Linked DNA regions of Zea mays: regions 2 and 3 are each linked to region 1. Evidence: chromatin contacts called from public Hi-C data. All regions are on one chromosome and are shown on one strand. The core of a region is the stretch at or near the end of the contact, and the rest is flanking DNA. Distances in the headings are between cores, read along the strand shown.

What was found. Hi-C and Micro-C count contacts between places; a contact is called where the count stands out from the background.
Region 2: a contact with region 1 is called in a Hi-C map of tassel, with 1.9 times the contacts expected there. The contact joins the promoter of LOC100382428 here to the promoter of LOC100285963 in region 1. A contact is called at or near these places in 3 of 25 Hi-C or Micro-C datasets (ear, leaf and tassel).
Region 3: a Hi-C map of leaf shows a contact between it and region 1, with 7 times the contacts expected there. The contact joins the promoter of LOC103634961 here to the promoter of LOC100285963 in region 1. A contact is called at or near these places in 10 of 25 Hi-C or Micro-C datasets (bundle sheath, ear, endosperm and 4 more) and 1 of 3 datasets of contacts at active chromatin or transcription factors (leaf).

Annotation. Positions count from the first base shown.
Region 1 is chr8:24,572,824-24,577,892 of Zm-B73-REFERENCE-NAM-5.0, reverse strand. It overlaps LOC100285963 (peptide-N4-asparagine amidase A), which reads left to right and starts at 2,288. Exons shown (of 1, transcript NM_001158852.2): 1 at 2,288-4,579. The coding sequence starts at 2,494. The coding sequence ends at 4,257.
Region 2 is chr8:24,409,055-24,414,123 of Zm-B73-REFERENCE-NAM-5.0, reverse strand. It overlaps LOC100382428 (Glutathione gamma-glutamylcysteinyltransferase 2), which reads left to right and starts at 2,942. Exons shown (of 6, transcript NM_001175170.1): 1 at 2,942-3,549; 2 at 3,737-3,900; 3 at 4,086-4,137; 4 at 4,219-4,446; 5 at 4,541-5,047. The coding sequence starts at 3,073.
Region 3 is chr8:24,435,158-24,440,226 of Zm-B73-REFERENCE-NAM-5.0, reverse strand. It overlaps LOC103634961 (peptide-N4-(N-acetyl-beta-glucosaminyl)asparagine amidase A), which reads left to right and starts at 2,954. Exons shown (of 1, transcript XM_008657534.4): 1 at 2,954-5,069. The coding sequence starts at 3,033. The coding sequence ends at 4,859. It also overlaps the pseudogene LOC100193238.

The sequences.
Region 1 (5,069 bases), core at 1,039-3,538:
TAGAGCTTAAGTGAAAACTTTGATGTATATAATGTGTGATGCATACATGGTTGTAAACAAGACTTTGATGTATATAAATGTATGATAGAATTTAATTCCATGTTGCTTTTAATATCAATACTACATGTTTATCAATATCAATATCAATATATATATATATATGTTTTGTGTGTGTAAATATATATAAATTTCAGTACTGATTGAAAATTTAAAAAAAGGCGGGAAAACTTTCCACTGGCGGCTAAATAAAACAAACCGCCAGTAGAAATGCTATTTCCACTGGTGGTTTTCTTAAGAAAACCGCTAGTGAAAATAGCATTTCCACTGGCGGTTGCTTAAGAAAACCGCCAGTGAAAATAGCATTTCCACTGGCGGTTTTAGAATAACCGCCAGTGGAAATGACACATGGCCCCTAGCACTGGCGGCACTGAAAAGCGCCAGTGAAAACGTCTCTAGAACCGCCACTATAGAGGTTGTGTGTACTAGTGCAATGAGCCGGACACTGCACCGCTTCGATCTGCAGCCGCGGCTGAGAGTATCTATAGTTTAATTGTTTAATCCTGGACTTTCTCATTTAGAATGCGATACTTTAAGTTTAAGGTTGGAGGTCATGGTAGCGGTAGCCTCAACTCAATCGCCGAGTCTCGTTTAGGTTTAGAGGTGCGAGGAAGTACAGGCGAATGTTAGTTCGCGTGTCATAACCTATTTTATTTTATTTTATTTACACGCCATAAAAAAAGAGACTGTAACTAAAAAAATGTTGCCCCTTAGATCATGAAGCAAAATACTAATCCAATCCAACGTGAGATCAATCCATTGATCAAGTTTCTAGGTTTATCTTTGACGTTAGCTTTACAACCTGCTAATGCTAATGCTATACTAGTACCAAGTGCGCCACATGTTGAGACTGCTGCTGAGTCGTGGCCAGCTGGTGTTTGGTCTTGTGACGAGGAGAGCGGCCGACAGTGCGCCTGCAGTGGTAGCTATCTCGTCGGCCGTCAGGAACATATCTGAGTCAGTTTTTCTTATTATATATGTACGGCCTGGATGATATGTTGTGGTTCTTCAACTATTCTATATAACTAAAAAAATCTATTTATAACGTAACGTATATAAGTCTTGTATTTTATTCATTATAATATTTAAGATATGACTTATTTACGTGGATTGTATGAGTATAAGTATATAACCATATCTAAACTCTGAGAACTCTTCACTAAAATATCGTCTCTTATGTGTGTTTTTTACACTTCGGTCATTTAAGAGCTTGTTCGATTATTCCCAATACACATGGATTGGATGAGATTGAAAAAAATTGTGAAGAAGTTTGAGCTGTTTGGGATTCAAACTCATTCAATCCCGCTCAATCCACATGGATTGAGAGCTAACCGAACAAGCCCTAAGTGGGTTGCAAGTTAGGAGTAGTACGATAAAATGCAGATTATTTATCAACCACGAGTTTATTAACACAAGTGCTGCGTGCCAATGATGATGCCGAACGCAAAATGAGTGGAGCCTGGGAGTGCACATGCAGCTGTTTTGGGTCCCTCGCACTCGCACGGATGTTGTAATAAATAATTCTCCGACTTGTTTGGTCCGGCTTTAATTCCGCGCATATGCGTAATGGAATGTTGGTTTTATCAATGGGGGAGGCCGGTGATTCGATTTTCTAGGTACAAAAAGACTCAAGAAATTGTAGATATAGTTTTAAACCTTTAAATCAGTTAAGAAACATTATATATAGAGAAATTTCTTTTATTAAAAATGTATAGAGATTCGTTTATAGATGGTTCCTTCGCAGGGAGCGGAGCTCGTCTCTTATATATATATTTTCAATTTTCAATTAGCTCTATAAAGACTCTTCAAAAGACCTCTCATAGAGAAATAGATTGTGATCTAAATGTTTACTTATAATTTGATATGGCTTTAAATTATTTTTAATTTTAAAATGAATAGAAATATAGATCAATTTTAGTCGATTAGATTGTAAAATTTAGAGTTATTGTTATCCTTAATCTCGGTATATTTATATTTAATAAGTTATTGCATAAAAACGGGGAACTTTCTGCATGCCTCCCCTTTCTGGTGCTTTAAGCACACGATAAAACTTGTGGACTTGCCCTTTTCCTGTCCATAATCTTCTCCCTTTTGTGTGTGTAGGGGTGGGGGGTATGCATGCTCGTCATGGGTTGGTTATACTAGTGGACAAGTCGAAGTGTCCCAAAAGCCGCATGGTTCATGTACCTACCAAGTACTTTGCGTTGCCATTATACGGCACTCACAACAACATGCTCCATTACATACACTTTGTTTATGCCGCCTCCCCTCCCTAGTATAGATAATGATGGATATTATTGATCCGCCTTCATTTATTTTATTTGTTTTATTTATAATTTCGTCGGCCGGGTTTAAATCCTCGGCCTTCCACGCGGACACTGGCATGCAACGCCTTCCACACTTGAAGCAGCCAAGCTAAGTGAGGTGAGCTTAGCCATGCCGACGGCTTCCTCTGCCCACCGCTCACTCCTCCTCTGCCTCTGCCTGGCTCTGCTCTCCAACCCGGTCGCCGCCTCGCCCTCGCCCCGCGGCCTCCGCTTCTCCGCCAAGGACATCGCGGCGGTGGAGGCCGCGCTGCCGCGACACGGCAGCAGGGCGTCGTCGTCGTCCAAGACCACCTTCTTCGAGGTCGACCGCCCGCTCCGCCCGCCCAGGGGCAGCTCGGGGCCCTGCTCCACGCTGCTGCTCTCGCACTCCTTCGCGTTCACGCTCACCAAGCCGCCCGTCACCGCGGCCTACTCGCCGCCGCCGTGCCTGTCCGGCTCCGACGCGCCGCCGGTCTCGCTCGCCGTGCTCGAGTGGCGCGCCGAGTGCCGCGGCGCGCAGTACGACCGCACCTTCGGCGTGTGGCTCGGCGGCGCCGAGCTCCTGCGCGGCAGCACCGCGGAGCCGCGCCCCGGCGGGGTGGTCTGGTCGGTCTCCAAGGACGTCACCCGCTACGCGGCCCTCCTCGCGGCCGGCAACGCCACGCTCGCTGTCTACCTCGGCAACCTCATCGACGACACCTACGACGGCGTCTACCACGCCAACCTCACGCTCCACCTCTACTTCCGCCGCGGCGTGCGGCCGTCCGCCGCCGCCGCCGCCGCCGATGCCGTCGTCCCGGTCTCCAGGAGCCTGCCGCTCAACGACGGGCTGTGGTTCGTCGTCCAGAACGACACCGACGTGCAGTCCGCGCGCGTGTCGGTGCCGCGCAACGCGTACCGCGCCGTCCTCGAGGTCTACGTCTCGTCCCACGACGCCGACGAGTTCTGGTACATGAACACGCCCGAGCAGAACGGGCCGTTCCGCGAGGTCACCGTCCTGCTCGACGGCGCCGTGGTGGGCGCCGTGTGGCCGTTCCCGGTGATCTACACCGGCGGCATCAACCCGCTCATCTGGCGCCCCATCACCAGCATCGGCTCCTTCAACATGCCCACCTACGACATCGAGCTCACGCCCTTCCTCGGCAGCCTCCTGGACGGCGAGGAGCACGAGCTCGGGTTCGCGGTGACCAACGCGCAGCGGTCGTGGTACGTGGACGCCAATCTCCACCTGTGGCTGGACCCCAAGAGCTCCAGGACCAGCGGCGGGCTCGTCGCGTACCACGCGCCGAAGCTGGCGGGCAGCATCGTGTCGCGCTCCGCGGACGGCGTCGACGGGGAGTACGCGGCGACGGCGAGCCGCAATATCACGGCCACGGGGTGGGTGAGCTCGTCGCGCGGCAACGTCACCACCACGTTCGCGCAGCGGCTCAGCTTCTCCAACACCAACGTGGTGAGCGGGCAGGGCAGCGCGCAGGCGATCAACCAGACGACCGACGCGCTGACGGCCGTCAGCGGCGGGCCCGCGCCCGCGCAGGTGCACCAGAGCTTCCCGCTCTACATCTTCCTGGGCGGCGACGGCAGCGGCACGTCGTCGCAGCGGCTGATGCGGCGCGTGGAGATCGGGTTCGACGAGACGCGGTCCCGGGGAGGAGGAGGAGCAGGAGGAGAGGGCGCCGCGTCCACGACCACGAGCACGCTGCGGAACTCGCAGGTGGCGGCGGCGGAGGTGACGCTCCGGGACGACGCCGTGGTGGGCGCGTCGTGGCGGATGCACCAGACGTACGAGTACGGCGCCAGCGACGGCGGCTGCTACCTGAGGAACGTCAGCAGCGTCGGTTACGACGTGCTTTTCGACCATCGCGACGCGTCCTGCGCCGGTACGCTGGGCCGCTGACGCTTGTCGCCGACAGCGAGCGCCTTGTCGGCGCCTCCGCCGCGCGGGCCGCTGGATAACGGCCGGGGAAGCGACAGGGTGTAATTTGTAAATGGAACGCTGCACCGGTGGACAAAACTGTACTGGCTTGGCTCGGCCTGGCCCACGTCCGGTCTTCAATTATTAAATATACCACGGTGACGGGCCATTTTCGTGGGCCAATTAGCTTTTCATTAAGAAAAGATGTGACGTGACGTGACGTGATGCAGCTAGTACACAGGCAGCACTAAAATGTAAAGAAAACCGCTGGCTATGTTTATTTAACAGTACCTGTTTTATGAAATTTGTAGAAGTGTTCATGAATTCTATACGTCTGTAAAACCGCTGACTAAGGCCCTGTTTGTTTGGGATTATAATCTATATAGATTATATAATCCAATGTAAATAAGCTAGTGAAGAAACAAACAAACAACTTATTTGATAAGATTATATAATCTAGCACTTGAGATTATGATAATCCTATAAGCTCATCAAAGGGTGCTTATTTTAGCTTATTTTTTATGAAAGACCCACTACCCATGACAAGTTGATTAAAATTACTTTCAATTGTCATCCACCTATCCATAAGCGTTCTCACTCACCAGAAATTAAAACAATCAAGGATATTATTGTATTTGTATGCATATGAATACTAAGTCGAGTCCAAATAATCTGAGCTAATAAACAGCAGCACCTAGCTTATTTAATCCAGAGCAAATAATCCAGATTATATAATCTAGATTATAATTTAAATTATATAATCTATAAGTTAAAACAAACAGGTTCTAATTAGT
Region 2 (5,069 bases), core at 1,693-4,192, 160 kb after region 1:
ACCAAAAATAAACCAGCCGATAGCTATGCAAGTGAAAGTAAAAAAACCCACAACCTCAATGCCAGTCCCCAACAAAAAAAGGGTTGCATCCCAGCCAGAAATCCTTACTAACTATTATTTAACAAAAGAAATAGAAACATTACTATACTTTTCAAATTTTGGTACTATGCATTCATTATATTGGTCGGCTAAAAATTACATTGTCCCCAAGAAAACACCAAACAGGATATGCACTTTACGTGAATTGATGTCTATACAGAAATCATGTTTAGTGGAATTTGTGGAAACATTTACTCTGTTCGTCCTGTTTGGTTAGAACTCAAAAGCAACTAATGCTATTGCTAGTGCGCCAAAACAGTTTGAAGCTATTCACACTCTTGAAACTTCATAAAAAGGTTGCAACGTGCAAGTCATCAGTCTAATAAGACAATAGCTTACCCTGCGCTGCATGCTTCACTTAACATACTTATCGAGTCTGGTGTTATGACAAAAGCATCAGCCCATGCAAGATGTCCCTTGTTAGGTTTAGGTTCTGCAGAAGTAAAAATAGTTGCTAGTTCAACAAGTTGAGCAAAAAGCATAAATACTGAACAACTTAAAGCTAGTCTTCAGATTGTACCTTCACCATTCCAAATATAGACCTTGGGATGTCAAGCAAATTCATTAAATACAATATCAGCGACCTGCAAATAGATAGTTAAACTATCAAGCCTACCAACTTGTACTATAGAACAAATTGCCAAATTCCATACCTTCCATGGTGTTCTTAGAAAGAATGAGATTCTGACACTCCCACAACTATCTAGCACGTAAAAATTTCTACGTTCCCATTTTCTAGCCAAGGCCCTAAATGGCAATGGATAACCGAAACTTGAATATCCGACAGATTTTACCCGATATGAAGGTGGGTACGATATGTTTTCTCTAGCCGCGGGTATATTAATGGACAAAAACCTCTATCTGTTGGGTAGACGAATACGGGTTGGTACTACCCATACCCGTCTATCCATTGGTAAAATATATCTGTATCAAATATCACTATAACCATCTAATAGAGACCATCTTAGCTAAAATAAAATCATTCACTAGCTATCATTTATCTAGATACCAAATTATGTAATTATATGATTTGTTATATGTGAAGTTAAAGTTGTTTTTGTATGTTTATTTAATATTTTGAATGATTGATATATTGGAATTTAAGACTTTTTAGCGGGTACGGGTTACCCGACTAGTAAAATTATCCGTACGGATATAGGTATAGGTAAAATTTTATACATGTGAATATATATAAGGCTGCCCGCAGTGGAAGACTGGGTGCTGGACTCTATCCCATATAGCGTAAAGAAACACCTGCAGCGGGTGACTGGGTGCTAGACTCTACGCGTGATCGAGCTGCAAATGTAGAGTTCGGACGCACATGCGCTAAACGAGGCATGCAAGCAAGCAGCCGGCGGAGGCAGATGCATGCATGCACGCGGAGGTGGGGAGGCGGGCCCACATGCATGCACGCGGCCGTTCACAGCACATGCATGCACGCGGAGTGGGAAAAATATAATATAATATACGGTAGTTGGTATAGGGTTGGAATATAGAGTGAATATGAATGCGGGGGATTGTGGTATAGAGTGCTGATCAGGACAGAATATTCTTTTTAGGGTAGAAATTTAGAGTAGTATGAGTGCAGATAGCTTAAGTAATATAATGGAGAGATTTTTTTAATACATATAGGTACCGAATAGTACTACCCGACACATATTCACCCGTCGCCATCCTCTGCTCAACAGGGCGGATTTGATCATTTGAAGGCAGCAGCGTAGGCGGCAAAAGGGCACGGCGGCAGGATGCAGCAGCCAGCACGTGCTCACCCGTGCGCCCGCCGCCCGCGGAGGCAGGCCAGGGCCGCTGACCTGCAGTGCAGCAGGTTGCAGTTGCAGGCTGCAGCGCAAGCCTGGCAAGGGAAATGAGAATTGACACGATGTTGGGTCAAGATTGATGTGATATATTTAAGATATGAGATGTATTTTATTTGAGAGGCTAAAGTTTAATCTATATTATATTTTAGCATAAATTTATTAGACGTGTGTTTGAATGTACTAGAGTTAATAATTAGTTATCTAAAAATTTTGTTTATAAAATTAGCTAGCTGACAAATAACAAGCTAACTATTAGCTAATTTTTGCTAAAAGTAGCAAAAAGCTAAACAATCGTCTATATTGTTAGATGTCTTCATCTAATTTTAGCAACTATCTATTATCTCTAGTCTATTTAAACAAGACCTAAGCCTAATTAATTTATGATTAGCCAATAAATATTGTAGCATCGTAAAGACGAACCATAAACTAATTAGATTTAATATATTCGTCTTATTGTTTAGTCATTACCTATATAATTAGTTTTGTAATTAGACTATATTTAATTAGGGATGTTAATAGAGAATTCTCCGTCGAGGAATAACTTTATATCTTCATTCTCATGACAGAAAAATTTCTTTATATAGATCCCACAAATGCTTGGGGAAGAAATTACTTCCGATCCCTATTTCTCATGGGATAAACCCGTTTTGCTTAAATTATAATGTACGTTATTTGTTATTGATGCAAAACATTAATTTATACACATTGAAAGCGTACGAGTCATATATCCACTTTAATATTAAATTTATTTTTTTATAGAGAGGATTCATCGTATGGGCTTGCCAATAGACCGTTGACAGTTCGTGATTTCGGCAAGAAAAGAAAAGGAAAAAGTTTAAAATCAGTTTTCTTTCTGTCACTTTTCTGCTGCATGGAAACTTTTTTCACTCGTCCATCGTGGCCGTCGTCGTCTGCAGATATTCGAAACTACGCAATGGGATTTAGCATTGTTTGACTCCTGGCCGGGTTCTGTGGGCTCTCGTCCATCGTGCCCGTCGTCGTCTGCAGAGATTCGAAACGAAAGTGAGAGAGCATCGCAGAGGAAAGGAGGCACCCTTCGCTGGCTCGATCGCCGCTGTGTTCACGCGGAGGAACTAGATCAGCACGCGAAAGCCAACAGCGCAGTCGAGGAGGAAGCGAGCAGTCCAGGTCCAGGATGGCGGCGGCCGTGGCGTCGCTGTACAGGCGGGTCCTCCCGTCGCCGCCGGCGGTGGACTTCGCTTCGCCGGAGGGCAAGCGCCTATTCGCGGAGGCCCTGGCGGCGGGCACCATGGAGGGTTTCTTCCCCCTGGTCTCCGTCTTCCAGACGCAGTCGGAGCCGGCCTTCTGCGGCCTGGCCTCCCTTGCCGTCGTGCTCAACGCGCTCGCCATCGACCCGGGCCGCCGCTGGAAGGGGCCCTGGCGGTGGTTCGACGAGTCCATGCTCGACTGCTGCGAGCCCCTCGATAAGGTCAAGGCCGAGGGCATCACCTTCGGCAAGGTCGCCTGTCTCGCGCACTGCTCCGGAGCCGACGTCCAATCCTTCCGCACCAACCGGGTTACCATCCACGACCTACGGCGGCATCTCATCCGATGCGTCTCCTCGCAGGACTGCCATCTGATCGCCTCCTACCACAGGCGGCCTTTCGGACAGGTTACGTCCCCCCCTAGATTTTCCATTCCCACTGGGCCACCGGCGAATTCTCCTAGTCACGCTCTTCTGATTACTTGCACTACAGTACTACCACCAATTAATCTTCATGTACACATTTGGTTAGATTGGATATAACTACTATCTTTGTATATATCATCACTGATGTGCACCTTTTGCAATGGTGCAGACTGGAACTGGTCATTTCTCCCCAATTGGTGGCTACCATGCCGGACAGGATATGGTGCTCATCTTGGATGTCGCCCGTTTCAAATATCCTCCGCATTGGGTTCCATTGCAACTTCTTTGGGAAGCCATGAATACAACTGATGACTCAACTGGACTTCTCAGAGGGTATCTACTCTTGCCTATCTTCCTCTCATTCACCCTTGATCATTTTGTCTATGCATTCAGAAATTTTCATTGATGTTTCGTCTCGATACATTCAGAAAAAATTCAGTTTGATCAAATTGGTCAGTAGTCTTTATTGACTTTTAAACATGCCATTTTTAAGATGTTGGCATCCTAATGTTTGATAGGTTCATGCTTATATCAAGAAAGGTTGCAGCCCCTTCATTGTTGTACACAGTGGTAAATACTAATAATCTGTCAATTATGCGTACATGAGGTACTTGATGTAGTTTTCTTTGCTCAGCAATTTCATTTCTGCAGAGTTGCAGAGATGAAAACTGGAAACGCATGTCAAAATATTGTGTTGAAGATTTACCGAGTCTTCTGAAGGCAGGGAACCTAGACGATGTTCCAGCGCTTCTGTCCCGTTTAATTGAGTCTCTTCCAGCTGACGCTGAATCTTTGATCAAATGGGTTGTCGAAGTCAGGAGAAAAGAGGAGGGTGGACCAAGCTTAAACAAAGAGGAGAAAGAAAGGCTTTTCTTGAAGGTGACATTTCCTGATTTCTGTTTCATTTTCAGATGCTGGGTTAGACTTTTCCTCCCTTATATAACACACTTACACTTCTCGTGTTCACTTGCAGGAAAATGTACTAAAGCAAGTTCGTGATACCAGGCTATTTACCATAGTCCATGATTTGCAGTATGCTAATAAACCATGTTATAATTGCTCATCGTCGAGCGAAGATGATTCCCTTACTAGGATTGCAGCCGTTGTGTGCTGTCAGGGAGCTGCAATGCTATCAGGTAACCTTGTGCCAAGAGATGCCTTCTGCTGCAGAGAAACAAGCTTTGAATGTGTCCAAGCGAATGGTGACGGGCTTAAGACTGTTATCTCAGGCTCCGTGGTATGTGAAGGCAGTGAACAAGGTGTTGATATGCTTTTACCAATGTCTTCACCTGGTGCCAGTTCATGCAATTCAAACTTGAAGAGCAATGCCGTCAAATATCCATCAAGCGTGGATGTTCTAACTGTTCTTCTGCTGGCTTTACATCCCAACACGTGGTTGGGCATCAAAGACGAGAAGCTCAAAGCTGAATTTCAGACTCTTATTTCAACAGACAGTCTACCTGATGATCTGAAACGAGAGGTCTGTTGTCGAAATCAAAGCA
Region 3 (5,069 bases), core at 1,705-4,204, 140 kb after region 1:
ATGGATGATCTGAAAACTATTCCGTGGTCATGTAGTTAAATATAGCTGAATATACATTACTATGTTTTATTAATCTTATTTGGTTTTTCTCTCAAAAGAACACACCTCTCCATCTTTCAGTGCTTGGTGGATCACCGTCTAAACGATCCACCACCAGAACCGCCCTACCCCAAGATAGCTATGTGCAGGTTCAACTACTCATTTAGATATTGGTACAGCCTGTAATAGACTTTGGTACAATAGGATTTGGTTTTGCTATTCACTTAGTTTTTAGTTCCAAACAACCAACAAATTGCATGTCCTTTAGGAAAAATATCACATGAATATCAGTAATATAACACTGATAATAAAAAATGCTTCGATTCTATATATTTTTCATGTTATAAGGTTGAAAACATTCTGTCTCACGGATCAGAATGTGTACAAGGCGACATACTGTGTTTACAAATATATTTAACCATAATAAAAACATATTTGGAAACTGAATATCATTTAAGTCCAAAAATGTTTTTGCTGACTGTTCATTAAGCTAGAGTAAAGAGTAAACTTAGCATTTCTTTTCTATATCTCTCTTTCGTGCTCATGCCGCCGCAGTCTCCTCCATCCCACCTTTCCTACGCAGGCAGCTCCATCTCAGTCGTTGTACCCATTCAACGCCGAGCTGGTGGCAGCGATGCAGGAGATGATCCAGCCGAGGTGTACAAGTACATGTTAGTGGACGTCACCTGCCAAAGATACACAGTTTCTACTGGTACACATTTTATTTTTTTCATGGTGATAATTAATTCGTAGCTTGCGCAAAACCAAAGGTTGTGTGATTTTTCAAGGCAGAAATCAGTATCATGATAGGTGTGCTTGAGCTTTTGATAGCTAGTTTATTTGAACTTTTATCTTTTTATGATCATGGTATATTGAGACAGAAATATTTTACATGTACCTTTGCAGTTTTTCAGTTGGAGAAAATATTTAAGACAACATTTTCATCGTTTGTTCTCCATATGGGGCTTGTTTCACGCCACTTGAAGGAAGGAGGGAATGATGGTGTTAAGTTCGGACAATACATCTACACATCTATGAAATGTACAACCACGATGTAGAGCATAGAGTTTCTAAAGTTGGGTAAGCTGTTTGGCTGTTTTATAGAAATTTGTATCAACATCAACATAGATTTTTAGTCCCAAACAAATTGGGGTAGGCTAGATTTGAAACCCAACAAGAAGTCACCAAAAAGAGAAAGAGAGATAAAGGGGAGGGGAAAAGCTTTTGAGAGAACTAAAAGAGAAAATGCCTAATCACGGTTCGGGCACGTGGATAGCTTCTTTCCAAGCATTTCTATCCAAACACAACTCCTTTGGGTGTGTGGGGTGATATTAGAAGCTTCATGTTAGGTGTTTGATACTTTCTTGAATATAGGATTTTTGTGTGTGTGGTGTAGTATAAATAATGTCCATAGTTGAATACCAAAATGTGGATATTGTACAGTGGGAGTTATGGCTGCCTTCTTCATTGCTTGATCTTAGTTGTTGGTTGCAATCTTCTAACTTAGAGTATGATGCTTGAAGAGATTTGGATGATGTTGGAGATGTGCTTTGGTGTAGTTCATCTCTCCCGAATCAAGGTTCATACCCCACTATTTTGGTTTCCTAAACTGATAGGCACAACTAGAAATTATCGAGTGATGTCTAACTTTCCTACCTGTCTTGCAATGCAGAGTCTGGTTTATGGGGCTAAGGTAGAGGCTGCCATCGCCATTGGATTCAATGACTTCATTACATATGCTCTGAGAGGCATTGGGTTCTACCAGAAGGATAACATGGAGATCAAGAAGGCCAATGGCAATGGCACACTGATCCCTGAGCAGATCTTTGAAAAGACTAGGAGAAGTTCTAGATGAATTGATGCTTGGCTGAAGAGGGATGTCAGATTTGTACAATGCTCACCCACAAAGAATAATACATTTCTCCAATGTCCACTGTTTTGAAAAATACCTCCATTCCAATGTTTAACATTCTAACGATGTCTGAATTTATTGTAAAGAGACACATGATTGTTCATTGTTGTAACTTATGTACAATATATGCGTGTGTGAAATAAAGATCATCTTGGAGCACCGGCATCAATGTTATCAATCTTCTCAAATTTCAAATTATCCTGGTCTCTTCGTGAAACCATAAAAGTTTATTAAGTCACTTATCTGAGTGGTCTAAAAGTCTAGCATATTTTTGTTCCTTTGCCTGTCGAGACGGATCAGCTGGCATGAATAATATCCGGTGAATACTGCAAGAGCTATTCATGATCCCCCGTGAACTAGCTGGTATGATATAACTTAGGGGGTGTTTGGTTACACCCCGCTAAAATTTAGCTCATGTCCCATCGAATATTTGAACCTCCGTTCCGGTTATTAAATGTAGTCGGATTATAAAACTAATTTGTCAGCCGAAGATTAAAAGACGAGACGAATCTAGTCCAGTTGGTTGGGTCTATATTTCATACTCCTATTTAAAAGTCAAACGCTTGATGTGACCCGGACTAAACTTTAGCAGGAGCAACCAAACACCCCCTTAGTTTGTGAAGTGCTAATGCCACAAACAGGAAATAGGATGATACTTCATGTATATTTTTTTCTTTCTTGAAAATGAACTATAGGATACTGTTTACAATCCATACCAAGCTTCTGCAGTTATCAACATTTTTCTATGTTCAACCTTGTTAACATATTAAGACGAGTTTTTCTTTCATTTTTCAAAAAAATAAATCAATCTTTATTTGCTCCTCTTGAGTTGCTTCACAAGTTATAGAACGAAAAATGGTTCTCTTTTGCTCTCCCTTGTTATTCCGATCACTTTTGCCACACAAACATCCACTCACTTTATTGTATCTCACTTCATTGTATTTTAAATTTATCGTATCATTAGTGGGGAGTTATTATAACAGATCACCTAGAACACCTCGTTTAAACCCCCGGGTAGCATGTCCACTTCCGCTTCCTCTTCCTCTCAGTCCAACCGCCCCTCGTGCCCACCGCTTCTACAATGGCGCCATCCGCCGCTACCGCGAGCATCCTCCTCGCCCTCATCGCCATCCTCCTCCCCTCCGTAACGGCGGCCGCGGCGCTGCAGATGCGGCATCGCCTCGGCGCGTCCTTGCAGGTCGCCTCCCTCAACGCGTCGGAGCCGCCGACCACCTTCTTCGAGGTCGATCGCCCGATCCGCCCTCCGCGCGGCAGCGCGGGGCCTTGCTCCACGCTTCTCCTCTCGGCTACCTTCGGCGCCACATACGGCCGCCCCCCCGCCACCGCCGCCTACGCGCCGCCGGCTTGCCTCGGCGACGCGGGCGGCGCCGGTGCCCTCGCGCTCGCCGTGCTCGAGTGGGCCGCCGACTGTCGCGGCCGCCAGTTCGACCGCATCTTCGGCGTCTGGCTCTCGGGCGCCGAGCTCCTCCGCAGCTGCACCGCCGAGCCGCGTCCCAACGGCATCCTCTGGTCCGTGTCCCGCGACGTCACCAGGTACGCCGCCCTCCTCGCGGAGCCCGGTGAGGTCGCGGTGTACCTCGGCAACCTCATCGACAAAACATACACCGGCGTCTATCACGCCAACCTCACGCTCCACCTCTACTTCCGCACCGATCCGCAGCCGCAGCCGCCACCGCAGCAGCAGCAGCAGGCTGATCTGATTGTGCCCATTTCAAGGAGCTTACCCTTGAACGACGGGCAGTGGTTCGCCATCCAGAATGCTACTGATGTGCAGTCAAAGAAGCTCGCCATTCCGTCGAACACCTACAGGGCGGTCCTTCAAGTGTTCGTTTCCTTCCATTCCGACGACGAGTTCTGGTATACCAATCCGCCCAACGATTACATTCGGGCGAACAACTTGTCCAGTGTCCCCGGCAATGGCGCATTCAGGGAAGTCGTAGCTAGGGTGGATGGTGAAGTCGTCGGCGCTGTTTGGCCATTCACTGTGATTTACACCGGTGGTGTTAACCCGCTTCTATGGCGGCCAATCACAGGAATCGGCTCATTCAATCTCCCGACATATGACATTGACATCACGCCATTCTTGGGCAAGCTCCTGGACGGCGAGGAACATGATTTCGGGTTTGGCGTGACAAATGCTCTTGATGTGTGGTACGTTGATGCCAATTTGCATCTGTGGCTGGATCACAAGAGCGAGAAGACCACTGGAGGCTTGCTCAGCTATGAGGCATCCGGATTGAACCTTAATGTGAGCTCAGAATTCACTGGATTAGACGGGCAGTTTGTGACAAGCGCAAGTCGGCACGTCTCTGCCACGGGATGGGTGAAATCGTCGTACGGGGAGGTCACCACAACCTTCAATCAGAGATTCTGCTATGAGAACATCAATGTGTTTAGAAAGAACGGCACTGTGCAGATCGTGAACCAAACAATCGATGCGAAGTCTGGCATTTTTGCCAAGGATGCTTCTGCCGTGCTGCTCTCTGAGGAATTCCATGAGGTTTTCCCGCTGTACCTTTATACTGGAACCTCAGATCAAGCGGACGATGAGTACTCATTGGATTCAATTGTTAAATTTGGTATCAATGGGAAGAAGACCTCCGGTGGGAAACCGGGCTTCTTGTACAGCTCCCTACGGAATTCACAGTCGGCACAAGGCACTATGAGGGTGAAGAAGAATTTGGTGGTCAGTGGATTGGGGAAGACCCATCAGGTGTATAAGTATGTGGGAACTGATGGATGCTACTTCAGGGATGTGAGCAGCAGGAACTACACTATAGTTTCCGACCGCTCCGATGATTCTTGTTCAAAAAGAGCATATAGCTCTGTCAGCGAGAAGTTGAATGATCAGCCAGCAAGAAGAAAGTTGCTGGCAAACAAATTGTAAAGTACGGAAAGGGAATAGTTCGTCCACGTTTCAGTTTTTTACTTTGCTTCTTGAATAAAGGCTGCTTGGCAGCTCGTGCTTCAGAAAGTAGGTAAGAAACTTGAATGTCCCTTTATAAACACGCCAATTCGGATCTAGTGGCAAGGTATTGTTATCAGTGACTATCAATTGCATCACCATCATGTCTATAGCTGCACAGGATGATGCACG